Linked DNA regions of Oryctolagus cuniculus: region 1 is linked to region 2. A link is a contact called in public Micro-C data. All regions are on one chromosome and are shown on one strand. The core of a region is the stretch at or near the end of the contact, and the rest is flanking DNA. Distances in the headings are between cores, read along the strand shown.

Region 1 (6,505 bases), core at 910-3,409, 290 kb after region 2:
CCCAGATCGAATTTTTGCCTCCTGTTTCAACTCCTACTGTTTGTGCATTTGGGAAGTGAGTCAATGGATGGGTGATCTCTCTCTCTCTCTCTCTGCCTGTTTCTCTCAATCTCTGCCTTTCAAATGAAAGAAATAATTTTAAAGAAGGATTAATTATGCTACTTCTAACTACTTCTAAATAGGGTCCTTGGTAGCACCTGGATCCTACTATTTGGAAATTCCAATAAATGTCCAGTCACCTCTCACAAGATTCTGTGCCCCATTTAATTTTGTCTTGAAGTATGTTGGAAACTGGTGGTTTGACCAGGAGAAGGGAGGTGTGCCTCAGTCACGGCTCTTCCACAGGTCGGTCAGTCAGTCACCATTGACAGTGGTGCTGAGAGGGGCTCCCACAGGCTTGGGATCCTTCGGGCCTGGCTGAACACTGAATGTAACAGGCTATTGGAAGAACGTGTTCTAAGACCAAACAAGAGTGAAAGTTTTGTTTACTCAGTGGTAGTAAGAAATGTCCTTGTTCTCACTGCACACTCTGAAAAGGAGATAAACTGTCTAGTTAATGACTCAGTACATGTAGCATAGTGTACCTGATAGTGTGATTATTTGCAGGGTATTTCCAGAATCCTTTACTTTCTTTTTAGTTGAGGGAGGGGAGAAGCAGTTGGGGAGGGGGTGAGAGACGGATACAGAGATGCGGGGGGGGGGGGGACTGAGACTGAGATTGAGACTGTGGAGTCGTCATTTCAGCTTTCTCCCTGACCTCTTGGTACTGGTATTGAAGTCACACAGTTTCATAATTTGCAAAGCCAAGATTCAAACCTGGCAGGTTGGTTGAAATCAAATGTTCCTTAAGTTTATTTCTGGCTTTAATTTTCTGTGATTTTGAGCAGAGTTTTAGGCTACTGAGTTGTAAGAATTACAAGATTTCCTACACCTGTGTGACGGAGGTGGCTTTGGGAACGTTTACTGGGAGAGCCCATACTCTCTGCTCCCCTTGGCTGTAATAACTCCGTGCCCTTGAAGACAACTTTTTAATCTGTAAACCTTTAGTATGATGATGTTAGACAACTGCTTCTGTGCAGCTGTAGAAAACTCAACAAGGGTCCTGATGTTGTGGGACAGCGGGTTGAGCCTCCACTTGTATCTCATATTGGAGTGTCATTGCTAATGTGCCTGGAAGGCAGTGGAAGATGTGCCAAATACTTGGGACACAAGGGAGACCAGAGTGGAATTCTAAGTTCCTGGCGTCAGCCTGGCTTAGACCTTGCTGTTGGAGCCATTGGAGAGTGAACCAGAAGATAGAAGGTCTCTTCCTCTCTCCTGCCTTCTCCCTCCTCCTCACTGCTCTCTCCCCTTGCCCTCCCTTCCTCCTTCCCTCCCTCCCTCTCTCTGTGTGTCTCTTCCCCCTTCTCTCCCTTCCTCTTTCTCTCTCTGCCTTTCAGATAAATCTTTTAATTTTTTTAAAGATTTATTTATTTATTTGAAAGTCAGAGTTACACAGAAAGAGGAGAGGCAGAGAGAGGGAGAGAAGTCTTCTTTCCAAAGGTTTACTCCCCAGTTGGCTGCAATGGCCAGAGCTGCGCTGATCCGAAGCCAGGATCCAGGAGCTTCTCCTGGATCGCCCACGAGGGTGCAGGACCCAAGGACTTGAGCCATCTTCTGCTGCTCTCCCAGACCACAGCAGAGAGCTGGATTGGAAGTGGAGCAGCCGGGTCTCGGGTCTCGGGTCTCAAACCGGCTCCCATATGGGATGCCTGCGCTTCAGGCCAGGGCATTAACCCACTGAACCACAGCTCCAGCCCCTCAGATGAATCTTTTATTTAAAAAAAAAAAAAAAGGAATTCTCACACATCAGGTTTTATCTGGGGGAAGAAATCTAGACATAAAGACACCATTTTATTCTGTGCATTCGCATTTCAGGGGGCCAGGTGACTCCACTAAGGTCACTGAGTAACTGCTGGTTGTAGGCAGAACTGCAGCCCTGGCTTATCTGACTTCAGCACCCCAGGAAACAGTCTACTGAGTCCCTTTGTAGATGTTTGGTTGTTAATCAAATTACCTGCCTGTTTAGAAACATTGTGCCTTTCACAGTTACTTAAGTGGGCTCAGCTTTGTTTACTTCACACTGCCTTTGTGTGCTTTATCTGTGGAATTAAGCTTCTGAGTTCTTTTTTAACGCAATGCTGCCACTCCCTGGTTGTTGGGTGGTACCGCATTGGGAAATTGAGTCTTCCTTAAAGTTGCCTTTAATTAGGAGTCAGAAACCTTGTACAAGTAAACCAGAGAATTTGTGTGTGCAATCAGTGGGGGCACCTGAGCCAGAAGATAATGTAGATGCATCAAACCTCTAAAGGCTGCCGGAATTTCTGGCTTGGTTCTGATAAATAGACATTGTACAGCTGCCACTTAATGGACTGAAAATGTATTTCTGTTACCGTTCAGGTTTTTGGACGTTTTAAATGTGTTGCAGAACTACATGGGTGTATAGATGTTAGGACATTGTTGCCTGGACTAACATCCGAATTCGCATGTGTTGTCCTGGGTAATCGTTGAAGCACCTGTTCCCAGCTCATCGACACAGATCTCTGTCTTCCCTCACAGAAAGCTCTGTCCTGGTGAAGAAATACTTCCTGTCATTCCCAGCCAAGTTCTTGAACTTTTTCTGTGAAATACTGGCTACGATCACTCACTCACTCACTAACAGAGGGTAGACTGTTTCTTGGATTATTTCTGAGGTCTGTGTGCTTTGTGTCTTTAAATTCTTTAGTTCTTTTCGGTAGGTTTCAGTGCCCTCGACTTCCAGGACAGGAGATTGTCAGAATCTCAGGACGAGCCCAGAGTCCTGCGGCTGGACCCTGGCACGGCTGGGGCTGGACCGGTCACGGCTTTCCAGCGGCCAGCATTCCCTGCTCTCCAGTGCTCGAGCCACGTTTTATTGGGACTGTTCTTTGATTTCCTTTGACAAACAACACAAAATGGAAAACTTTTAGACTAGTGGTTTTCAACTGGGGACATTGGGCAATGTTTAGGGAAGAGTTTGGTTGCCACCAGCAGAGCAGGGGTGACAGTGTAAGGTCAGGGGTGTTGATGAACTTCTGACAGCGCGCAGGCCTGACCCGTCAGCACAGCACCGGCTTTGTGAGGGACTGGAGAAAGTGTGTACGAGGCGTTGCAAGTTCTGCCCACAGGCTCTGTTCCCTTTGCAACTCTGTGTGTGGGTGAGCTCCTCCTGGCCCTGCTGTTCAGCATCCTGCCCAGGGAAGAAACTGTAGCTTTTGTATTGGCTGAAAAAACAATTTACCTTCTACCTTTCTAAGCTCTTGGTAAAATAACCCTTATGCCCCAGAGGCCCATTTTAGGCTGGCATATTCTAGTCTTCTGCCCATCCAGCTGCTTTGTCCCGTGTACTGTTCCGGACCACGAGGCCGGTGCATTTGGCCAGCAGTGTTGTTAGAAGACCTGGCTTGCCCTGCGAGCTCACCAAAGGCCAGGCTGTAGTCAAGACTTGGATTCTTCTTAGAGTTGCCCAGGTTGTGTTCTTGTGCTGTGTGCAGGTGCGCCCTGTGGATCTGGATATGTCTTCTATCCTGACTGTCTTTATGTTTTTCTTGAGTATCCTGTGCCTAGAAATAATCTGTTGAAGTCTGCTATGTTCCCCCAGGTGCGATGTTACCTCCTCCCTAACAGTCATTGCTGAAAGTAATCACTCCTTTCTTTAAACTTGTACATATAGCATTTATTTGATGTCACACACTGGTTTTTCTTCTTTTTTTTTGCATCTGAAGCATCAATAGTGTAGATAAAACTTTGTCATTGCACTCAAGAAAAATGGATACACACTAAAGAGGACTGGCATGTAGGACTACCCCTGTCCATAGCCTGTTTTAGTCAAACCAGCGATGATGTGCAGTCCTTGTTGGTGTATCTGTTTGAGATAGTTGCAAAGTAAGAATCTTGATGTGTTCAAGATATTTACTTTGGAATAGCGATGTTTACTCTGGGTCTTTAAATGGCCTAAATATTTCAGTAAAGAGTTCGGGAGCCTTCCTGGTTTTCTGTGCTAACTGTACTTGTATTAAGGACTTCTCAATGCAGGGAGGGAGGGTTTTCTTTCATTATTAAGCCTCTTTTGACATATTTTAATAGTTGGCAGTCTTCTTTATAAACATGAGACATTTCTTGAATTTTAGCTCTCATCCATGGAAATGAGAACTAGCAATAGGCTCATGAGGGAGGAGGTAAAGGCTGCACAGGGGAGTGGAATTGCATTCACTTGGGGTGTGCCTGTTAAGGCCCCCATTTGGGTTTGAAAAGTATTTTAGAAAGCAAGAAAGAAAAGGGAGTGTGAGTGAGGGACGGAGGGAGAGTGGGTAGCAAGGTGGAAAGTATCATTATATGCTTAAATCTGAATATGTGAAATCTGTATAAATAAATAAAAAAATCAGAAATGAAAAAAGGAAAGTTCATGGGATACCTTAATGCACTTCCTGTTGAGCTGTTTCATGAATAAGCACAAAGAAGCCTGCCTCAAGCTGTTGCCACGTAGCCTTCAAATACGTGGAAGGGCAAAGTTTGATCCCCTGTTCTTTAATGAGCTAGCACAAAATTAAGTTTATTAGTGGTTCCATGGTTAAGTGTCCTACAAACTTTTATAGGACCTTGCTCAACACAGAACTCTTCATTATTTAGAAATAATCGTATGCAGGCTGTTCCATGCTCTGGAGCCTTGAGGTCAGGAAGGCGGCTCCTGCTCTGTGGGTGTGAGCACCTTCACCCCTGGTCTGCCTGTTAGTCTGATACGCAGCAATACCTGCAGAGGTTTGTGGCTCCGAAGTGGAGGGAGACTCAGGCTCTGTGTGGGTGACACGGCAGACCGGGGGGGGGGGGGGGATGACTGCCAGGGCTTGCTGGGTGAGTTCTTCCTAGCTTGTTGCCCTTAATGAGCCTTGATAATGTGCTGATAGCAATTGTGAATATTTGCCAACATGATTAAGGATGTAGTCATGTAACATTATATATTGTTAAGTAAAAGTGTAATATTAAATGAATTAGTTAATGAAATTAGGGAGATATAATCAAGACTGATTTCCCTTGTTTCCTGAAACGGGCAGCTTTGAGGGGTTAGAGTCAAAGTGGTGCTATGGCTGGGATACAAATCAAAACAAAACAAAACAAAAAACAAGCAAAAACCCAAATCTGACCTCGGCATTGACCTATGACTGCTGTGGCCCTGGTGGTAGGTGTGCATCTCCCTATCTGCCTGTCCACCTGTTTCCAGGGGCTTTGATCACAGGTATGATGTGCACTGTGGGCACCTGAAATCCTGTTCCTAATGCTGTTAGATTTTCCTTTGCAGAGTAAGAGGGACCACCTACTCATGAACGTCAAATGGTACTACCGTCAGTCTGAAGTTCCAGATTCTGTGTATCAGCATTTGGTTCAGGATCGACATAATGAAAATGGTAAATATATCCTTCTGATTTGAGTCTTATGTGCTTAGCTTTGGGTCAAGTTCTTTCTAAAACCATTCTTTAAATGGAGATGACTGGGGCCGACGCTGTGGGGCAGCAGGTTAAAGCCACAGCCTGCAGTGCTGGCATCCCATATGGGCTCTGATTCCAGTCGCAGCTGCTCCACTTCTGATCCAGTTCCCTGCTAATGCACCTAGGAAAGCAGTGGAGAATGGCCCAGGTCCCTGGGCCCCTGCACCTACGTGGGAGACCTGGATAAAGTTCCTGGCTCCTGACTTCAAACCGGCCCAGCCCCTGGGCATTTCTGCCATTTGGGAAGTGAACCAGCGGATGGAAGTCCTCTCTCTCTGTCTCTCTCCTTCTGTCTCTTTGTAACTCTGCCTTTCAAATAAATGAGTAAGTATTTTAAAAAAGGAGGTGATTTTTATGAAAAGTTTACTCTGAAAGAGATTTTAGTAAGTAAGATTGCCTCTGGATGTTACTGCTTTCCCCAAGTATTATTATTATCGCTATTTTTAAGTTAAACCTCTGAGCATGTGCTGGGAGCATCTTCCCCTTAATCTTGGGAATGGAGATAGGGAGTCCTTAGAAATGACGGTGATTGGGAGTTTTTAAATTCCTGTTTTTCACCTGCTGACAAGCAAATCCTGTTCCCGGCTCTCTAGGAATAGAGATCTGTATTACTGAGCTGCTCTGTGTTCAGGGTAGTCGGAATTCATCTTGATCCCTATTTCCGGACACCAGGAAGGCGGTTCTGGGCAGCTGGCTGTTCTCTGCTGGTGCTACAGTTTAGTTCGTAACTAAACTGAGCTGTGTCCACAAAATGTGTAGGGGGCTTGTACGGGTGCATAAGGGCCTGCAGAACCTTGACTTTCATGAGGTGCTAGGCTTCCTACTAATTGACCCCCAACGTCGTTCATTGGTCACATAAGGTGAATTTGTCACCCCCAGTTCCAGGTGAGGAAAGTGATGCTTGGAAGTGATAAGAGAAGTGTCCAGTGCACACAGGTGCACAGCTTGTAGGGCCCAGGGAGCCT
Region 2 (6,627 bases), core at 796-3,295:
TGGGAGGAGTGACAGCTCCGGGGCAGTGGCCGCCTGGGTGTGGTGAGGAGCCAGCCAGTGGCGGGACACAGTGTGCTGCAGTGGGTTAAGCTCTATGGGAGTCCTGCCTCTGCTTCCGATCCAGCTTCCTGCTCATGTGCCTTGGGAGCAGCAGGTGATGGCACAGGTGCTTGGGTCCCTGCCACCCATGTGGGAGATCGGATGGGGTTCCTGGCTCTTGGCTTCTGCCTGGCCCAGCCCTGGCTGTTGCAGGCATTTAGCACATAGGAGGTCTCTGTGTGTGTGTCCCGCCCCCCTCCTCTGTCACTCTGCCTTTCAAATGAATAAATTTTTTAAAAAATTGTCAAGCAGTTCATCCTTCCAGGCTGCCCCTACCGAGGGGATTTATGAGGTCTTTGGGGGAAGTTCTTCTCTTAGCCAGGGAGGAAAAAAACAATCTCAAAATAATCCTTCTGTGCAGTGGCCCCTCCTGGACCCCTTCAAAACTGACTTTTACATCTCATTGTCTCAGCCAGCCTGCGAGCATCAGAGGCTGGGGCCAGGGCTGACTGGTCATCAGCAGCCCAGTGGGCTCACAAGCTGCCCAGGGTGCTTTCCTGCAGGGGCGCCCATTTCCCAGGTGCCCCAGACCCCCACAGGAACCTGCACGCCAGTCTCCAGGTCGCTCTCACGAGAGAACCTCCAACGCAAACAGGAGTGTGACTTGACAAAGACTCTGGGTTTGGTTTGGTTTTTTAAGATTTATTTATTAATTTGAAAGGCAGAGGTACAAAGAGGCAGAGGCTGAGAGAGGGAGAGAGAGAGGGAGCGGAAGAGGGAGAGGGAGAGGGAGAGCGAGAGGGAGAGGGAGAGGGAGAGGGAGAGGGAGAGGGAGAGAGAGGGAGAGAGAGAGAGAGAGAGATTCCATCTGCTGGTTCATTTCCCAAATGGCTGCAATGACCTGATCTGAAGCCAGGAGTCAGGAGCTTCTTCGGGGTCTCCCACACGGGTGCAGGGGCCCAAGGACGTGGACCATCTTCCACTGCTCTCCCAGGCGCATTAGCAGAGAGCTGGATCGGAAGTGGAGCAGTGGAATCTCCTACTTGCGCAGGGGCGGCTTTACCTGCTCCGCCACAGCGCCGGCCCCAGACTCGGTTTTGACCAACCCTGCATGGAGCTCCTCTGGGCCCTATTTCTGCCTTGCCCTGGACCTGGGCTCCGTCCTCAGTCCAATTTTAGTAGGAATCCTGCTGAGTCAATATAGGCGCTGGTATCTGATCACCCTCAATATCTGATCCACTCGTCACCCCTCCCCCGCCTTCACTACCTGATCACCCTGGCCTGCCTTTAACAAGAATCCCGCTGAGTCAGTTGAGCCCCAGTGTCTCTAGCTTTGGTCCACTGCCCCCACCTCCTCTGTGGATGGGAATGTCTGCTGTCCTTGTACTCAGAGTTGAGTCTGATCTGTGCCCCCTACTGCATACCCCCTCACGATAGGCCCCTTGGGGGAGAATCCACCTGCCATACTTTAAAAAAAATATTTGAAAGGCAGAATGACATACATGGAGAGAGAGAGGGAGAGAGAGGGAGAGAGAGAGAGAGGGAGAGAGAGAGAGAGAGAGAGAGAAAGAAAGAGAGAGAAAAAGATCTTTTCCATCCACTGGCTCACTCCCCACATGGATGCAACAGTTGGGGCTGGGTCAGGAGGAAGCCAGGAGCTTCTTCCAGGTCTCCCATGTGAATGCAGGGGCCCAAGCACTTGGACCATCTTCTGCTGCTTTCCCAGGCCATGACAGAGAGCTGGATCAGAAGAGGCACAGCCGGGACCTGAAGCAGTGTCCATATGGGATGCCAACACTGCAGGCGGAGGCTCTACCTGTAAACCTCTTTTTTTTACAGTTATTTCCAGCTTCCTGTGTTTCATTATAGTAACAGACACTAGACTAATACAGCTGGGTGACTGCAGGCACTAGGGGAGCGAACCAGCAGGTGGCACTGCTCTCTCGCTCTCACCCGTCAGCAAGAAGCTGGAGTCAGAAGCAGAACTGGGACTCCAATCCAGGCACTGCCCACACCGGATGCAGCTGACACTCCTATCCCTAGTCGTGTCAACTGCTGCACCAAATATCCCCCGTGGCGCTCAAGTTTCAGCACACGCATTGTGGGGGACACACTTGAGCCCGCAGTGGTGACGGTATTTAGAAACGGGATCTTTGCGCATGTAACCAAGTTAAGTCCAAGTCCCACGGGATTTGGCTGGGCCTTAAGTCCAATATGACTGGCAATGGAAAACCGAGCCACGGAGCCACGGAGAGACACATGTGGTGGTGGAGTCAGCCTGGGGTCAGCTGCAAGTCACAGGCGGCCAGGGACAGCCACCACCAGGAACTCGAGGGAGGCGTGGGATAGATTCTCCCTCAGAGCACCCAGAAGGAACCAGCTGCCAACGTCTTGAATTGAAACTTCCAGCCCCCAGAACTAGGAGTGAATACATTTCAGTTTTGCTCTTGCTTTTTTAAGATTTATCTATTCATTTGAAAGGCAGAGGGACAGAGAGAGGGAGAGACACAGACAGAGATCCCCCACCTGCCGGTTCACTCCCCAGACGGCCACAACCACGAAGGCAGGGCCAGGCTGAGGCCAGGGGCCGGGAACTCCATCCGGGGTTCTGGCACGGTCGGTCGGCAGGGGCCCAGGCACGTGGACCCTCTTCCACTGCATTAGCGGGAGCTGGATTGGAAACAGAGCAGCCTGTCCTGGCGCTCTGCTAAGGGACGCAGGGGTCTCAGGCAGGTGGTGCTTTACCCTCTGTGCCACAGGCTGCTCTGAAACCCCAGCATATGAGGTTTTCTTTTTTTTTTCTTTTTTTTTTTTTGTTTTGTTTTGACAGGCAGAGTGGACAGTGAGAGAGAGAGACAGAGAGAAAGGTCTTCCTTTGCCGTTGGTTCACCCTCCAATGGCCGCCGCGGTCAGCGCGCTGCGGCCGGTGCACCGCGCTGATCCGAAGGCAGGAGCCAGGTGCTTCTCCTGGTCTCCCATGGGGTGCAGGGCCCAAGCACTTGGGCCATCCTCCACTGCACTCCCTGGCCACAGCAGAGGGCTGGCCTGGAAGAGGGGCAACCGGGACAGAATCCGGCGCCCCGACCGGGACTAGAACCCGGTGTGCCGGCGCCGCAAGGCGGAGGATTAGCCTAGTGAGTTGCGGCGCCGGCCGTATGAGTTTTTACAGCTTGCCAGCCTTCCTCCTCCTGCCCCATCGGAATGTAAATTCCTGCGGTGAGGCTTAGTTCAGCTTTTCCCTTGCTTGTCTCCAGTGTTGAGCACATAGTAGGGGGTCAATAAGTAATTACGTACTGACAAAACCAAGTCACTTTTTTCCCACGGTGCACCCTGCCTTTCGCTTTCCAAACTTCTTGCATTAGACTGGGCCTTCAGGCCATGGTCAAGGCCAGATTGCTGAGTTCCTGCAGAATACAAAGCACGCTCATTCCTGGGGATTCCTGTCCCAGGGACCCTAGGGAAGGAGGGAGGGCAGGGACTGAGCAGCTGCGCACCAGGCCTCACCACCCCGGTCTCTGCCAGCGCTCTGCTGAGCCATCACCAGTCAACCGGCCGCACAAAGTTTGCCACCTCATGGATTTTCAAGCTTCTGGCTTCTAAGGCCTGCTCTGTTCTTTCCACCCTCGGATCATTCTCTTTGGCAATCTTTAATCCAAACTTCCTAAGGGGAGAAGAATCCATGGTTTTCCCAGTCACCCCTGCAGTGGCTGGGATTGGGGGGGGGTCTGATGTGTCCCCAGGGGATTCGCGGGTTGGAAGCTTAGTTCCCAGGGTGGCAATGTGAAGAGGGAGGTCCCTGTGCAAGGTGATTGGGTCGTTGTCCTCAGAAGGGATTAAAGGGTTCTCACGGGACCCTATCTGGTTCCCGAAGAGTGAGCTATTCCAGAACAGCAAGGCTGACCCCTCCCCAGCCTCTGGCTTCCGTCTCACCAGGAGATCTTGTTTTGTAGGAAGTTGGAAATCAGCCTTTGTGTGTGAAAGGGGCCTTAGCGAAACCACGCCCATCACCCCCCCCATCTCATGCTCCTACCGGACCCTACCTGTATGCCCACCTGCCAATCAGATTATGTAACCACGCCCCCTTTGGGAGTAAATAAAAGGCCTGGAACACAGTGCCCCCCCCATTGCCCCAGCTGGCTCAGGGCCCGACCCGCTCTCCCCTTTGCTGCCTGCATGCTTGCTCCACGTGGCTCGTGGCCTGTGGCCTGTGGCCTGTGGCCTGTGGCCTGCTCTCTGCCTTCGCTTTGCTGCTGTGCTAAGCTACCTGTGGCTTCTCATAGCACTCACTCACTCCACACGGCTCCCTCCAGGCCTGCTCTCTGCCTGATATGGACCCAACTTAGTTTCTAGACTTCTCTTTCTTCCCTAAATAAAGCCCTCACTTTCCTGCACATTTCTCTTGCTGAATAAAAAGCTTAAAAACTGACCGTGTTGTCTGGTCTATTTGAGCCAGTCTTCAGACTTCTTCGAATAAGTGGCAAGAACCCACAGGAGTGTTAATATTGACAATCATTAATAAGCAGGACAATGCAGTTGGGCCATCCTCTGCTGCTTTCCCAGGCCATTAGCAGGGAGCTGGATCAGAACTGGAGCTGCTGGGACTCGATCCAAGGCCCATACACGGATGCTGGCGTCGCAGGATGTGGCTTAACTGGCGACGCCACAGTGCCGGCCCCCTGCATTCATCTTCTAACTACAGAGTACCCGGAGAGGCTCTGACAAATGCTCCACTCAGATCCATTCTCCCTGCATTTTCCTAGCCATCTGGAAACAAAACAAACAACAAAACCCCCAGAAATTAGTCAGAGCATGAGGTCCAGGGACGACTTCCAGAGAACTGGAGCAGTTGGGGAAGAGGAGCCAGCGTGTCCCCCTCTGCTCAGGAAATGCCAGAAAATGCCATGCTGGGGGCAGGGCTGGGGAGATGCTGGAGCAGGGAATGGAGTTGCGAGACACAATGTAACGGCCTCTCTGGCCTTGCAAGCTGCTTCTCCTTCCAGCTGCAGATTTATTCTGGGGGCAATGAGTCACGCTTCTCAAATCCTGAAGCCACCACCGTTAAATTCCACGTAGGGTCACCGTCATGGTGTCAATGTGCAAGTTAAGGCCGTGTCATTCTATCCAAATCCAAAGACTAAGTGAGCTCCGCGGTGGAGGAGCTGATGGTGCAAGACTGGCGGCTGGGGCGGGGGAGCCAGGCCGCCCAGGACTTTGGTACTTGAAAAGTGTAACTGACCAAACACGCAGATTTGTGGACTTGTGGATGGCATTCAATGAGTCACACCTGCATGGTAAGCAGTGTGGCGCCTGGCAGAGAGGAAGCGCTCAGCTCGGTTATCCATACATGATAGGGCGAGGGGGATGTGCCCAGGGGATGTGCCCAGGATCTGCAGCCCGCCGGAAGCCCTGGTGGGAACCCCACCCTCGGGGAGTGAATCACAAGGGGCCGCTCCCTTTGGAAGGAAGAAACTGGCTCCTGGCTTTCCATCCAGAACTTTTTTTTTTTTTTTTTTAACATTGATTTGAAAGGTAGAGTTAGAGAGAGAGAGAGAGAGAGAAGGAGAGAGAGAGATACCTTCCATCAGTTGGTTCACTCCCCAAACGGCCACAACAGCCTGAGCTGGGCCAATCTGAAGCCAGAAGCCAGGAGCTTCTTCCGGATCCCCCACGTGGGTGCAGGGGCCCAAGGACTTGGGTCATCTGCTGCTGCTTTCTCAGGCACATCAGCAGGGAGCTGGATTGGAAGTGGAGCAGCCAGGACTCGAACCAGCCAGTTCGAGTGACACTGGGATGCTGGTGTCACAGATGGTGGCTTTACCCGCTACACCACAGCACCAGCCGCGTCCATCTGGAACTTATATACAGATCATCCAATCTCTTCTCTTCACAGAGACAGGCAGGAGTCTTCCCTGGGTCATGTTTCCTTTAGTTGTTCCTGATAGCTTTGGGATCCGCCGGACACCTTGCAGTTCCTCTCACTGGACTGCAGCTTAACCCACAGCACCACAATGCCAGTCCCAAAGGGGATTTGAGTTCTAGAAAAAATTGCAAAGCAAGAGCTGCATTTTGTTTTTCCAAACTGTGTCAGAACTCGGCCAGCGCCGCGGCTCACTAGGCTAATCCTCCACCTTGCGGCGCTGGCACACCGGGTTCTAGTCCCGGTTGGGGCGCCGGATTCTTTCCCGGTTGCCCCTCTTCCAGGCCAGCCCTCTGCTGTGGCCAGGGAGTGCAGTGGAGGATGGCCCAGGTGCTTGGGCCCTGCACCCCATGGGAGACCAGGAAAAGCACCTGGCTCCTGGCTCCTGCCATCGGATCAGCGCGGCGGCCATTGGAGGGTGAACCAACGGCAAAGGAAGACCTTTCTCTCTGTCTCTCTCTCACTGTCCACTCTGCCTGTCAAAAAAAAAAAAAAAAAAAAAAAAAGAACTCATTCACTGCGTGTGGAAGTGCACAGAGGAACAAACTCCCCATGGCTCAGCCACTCCACGTCCACTGCATGCCCTAGAGAAACGCTTGCTCCTATGCTTGGGAGACATTTACAACAAAGTTCACAGAAGCACTACTGGTATTCAGTTTATTTGAGAGGCA

What was found. A called contact is a pair of places that touch in the nucleus more often than the background predicts.
Region 1: a Micro-C map of ear pinna shows a contact between it and region 2, with 11 times the contacts expected there. The contact joins two enhancer-like sites. A contact is called at or near these places in 2 of 6 Hi-C or Micro-C datasets (ear pinna and an unstated tissue).

Annotation. Positions count from the first base shown.
Region 1 is chr7:159,268,027-159,274,531 of mOryCun1.1, forward strand. RERE (arginine-glutamic acid dipeptide repeats) reads left to right here. Exons shown (of 22, transcript XM_070079333.1): 4 at 5,354-5,459. Among named protein-coding and RNA genes, the nearest start is that of SLC45A1, 230 kb to the right of the region's middle. Within about 2 kb of position 2,160, at least 1 of the 8 cell types and tissues checked has an H3K27ac peak or open chromatin away from gene starts, as enhancers often do.
Region 2 is chr7:158,979,661-158,986,287 of mOryCun1.1, forward strand. No RefSeq gene overlaps it. Among named protein-coding and RNA genes, the nearest start is that of ENO1, 6.1 kb to the right of the region's middle. Within about 2 kb of position 2,046, at least 1 of the 8 cell types and tissues checked has an H3K27ac peak or open chromatin away from gene starts, as enhancers often do.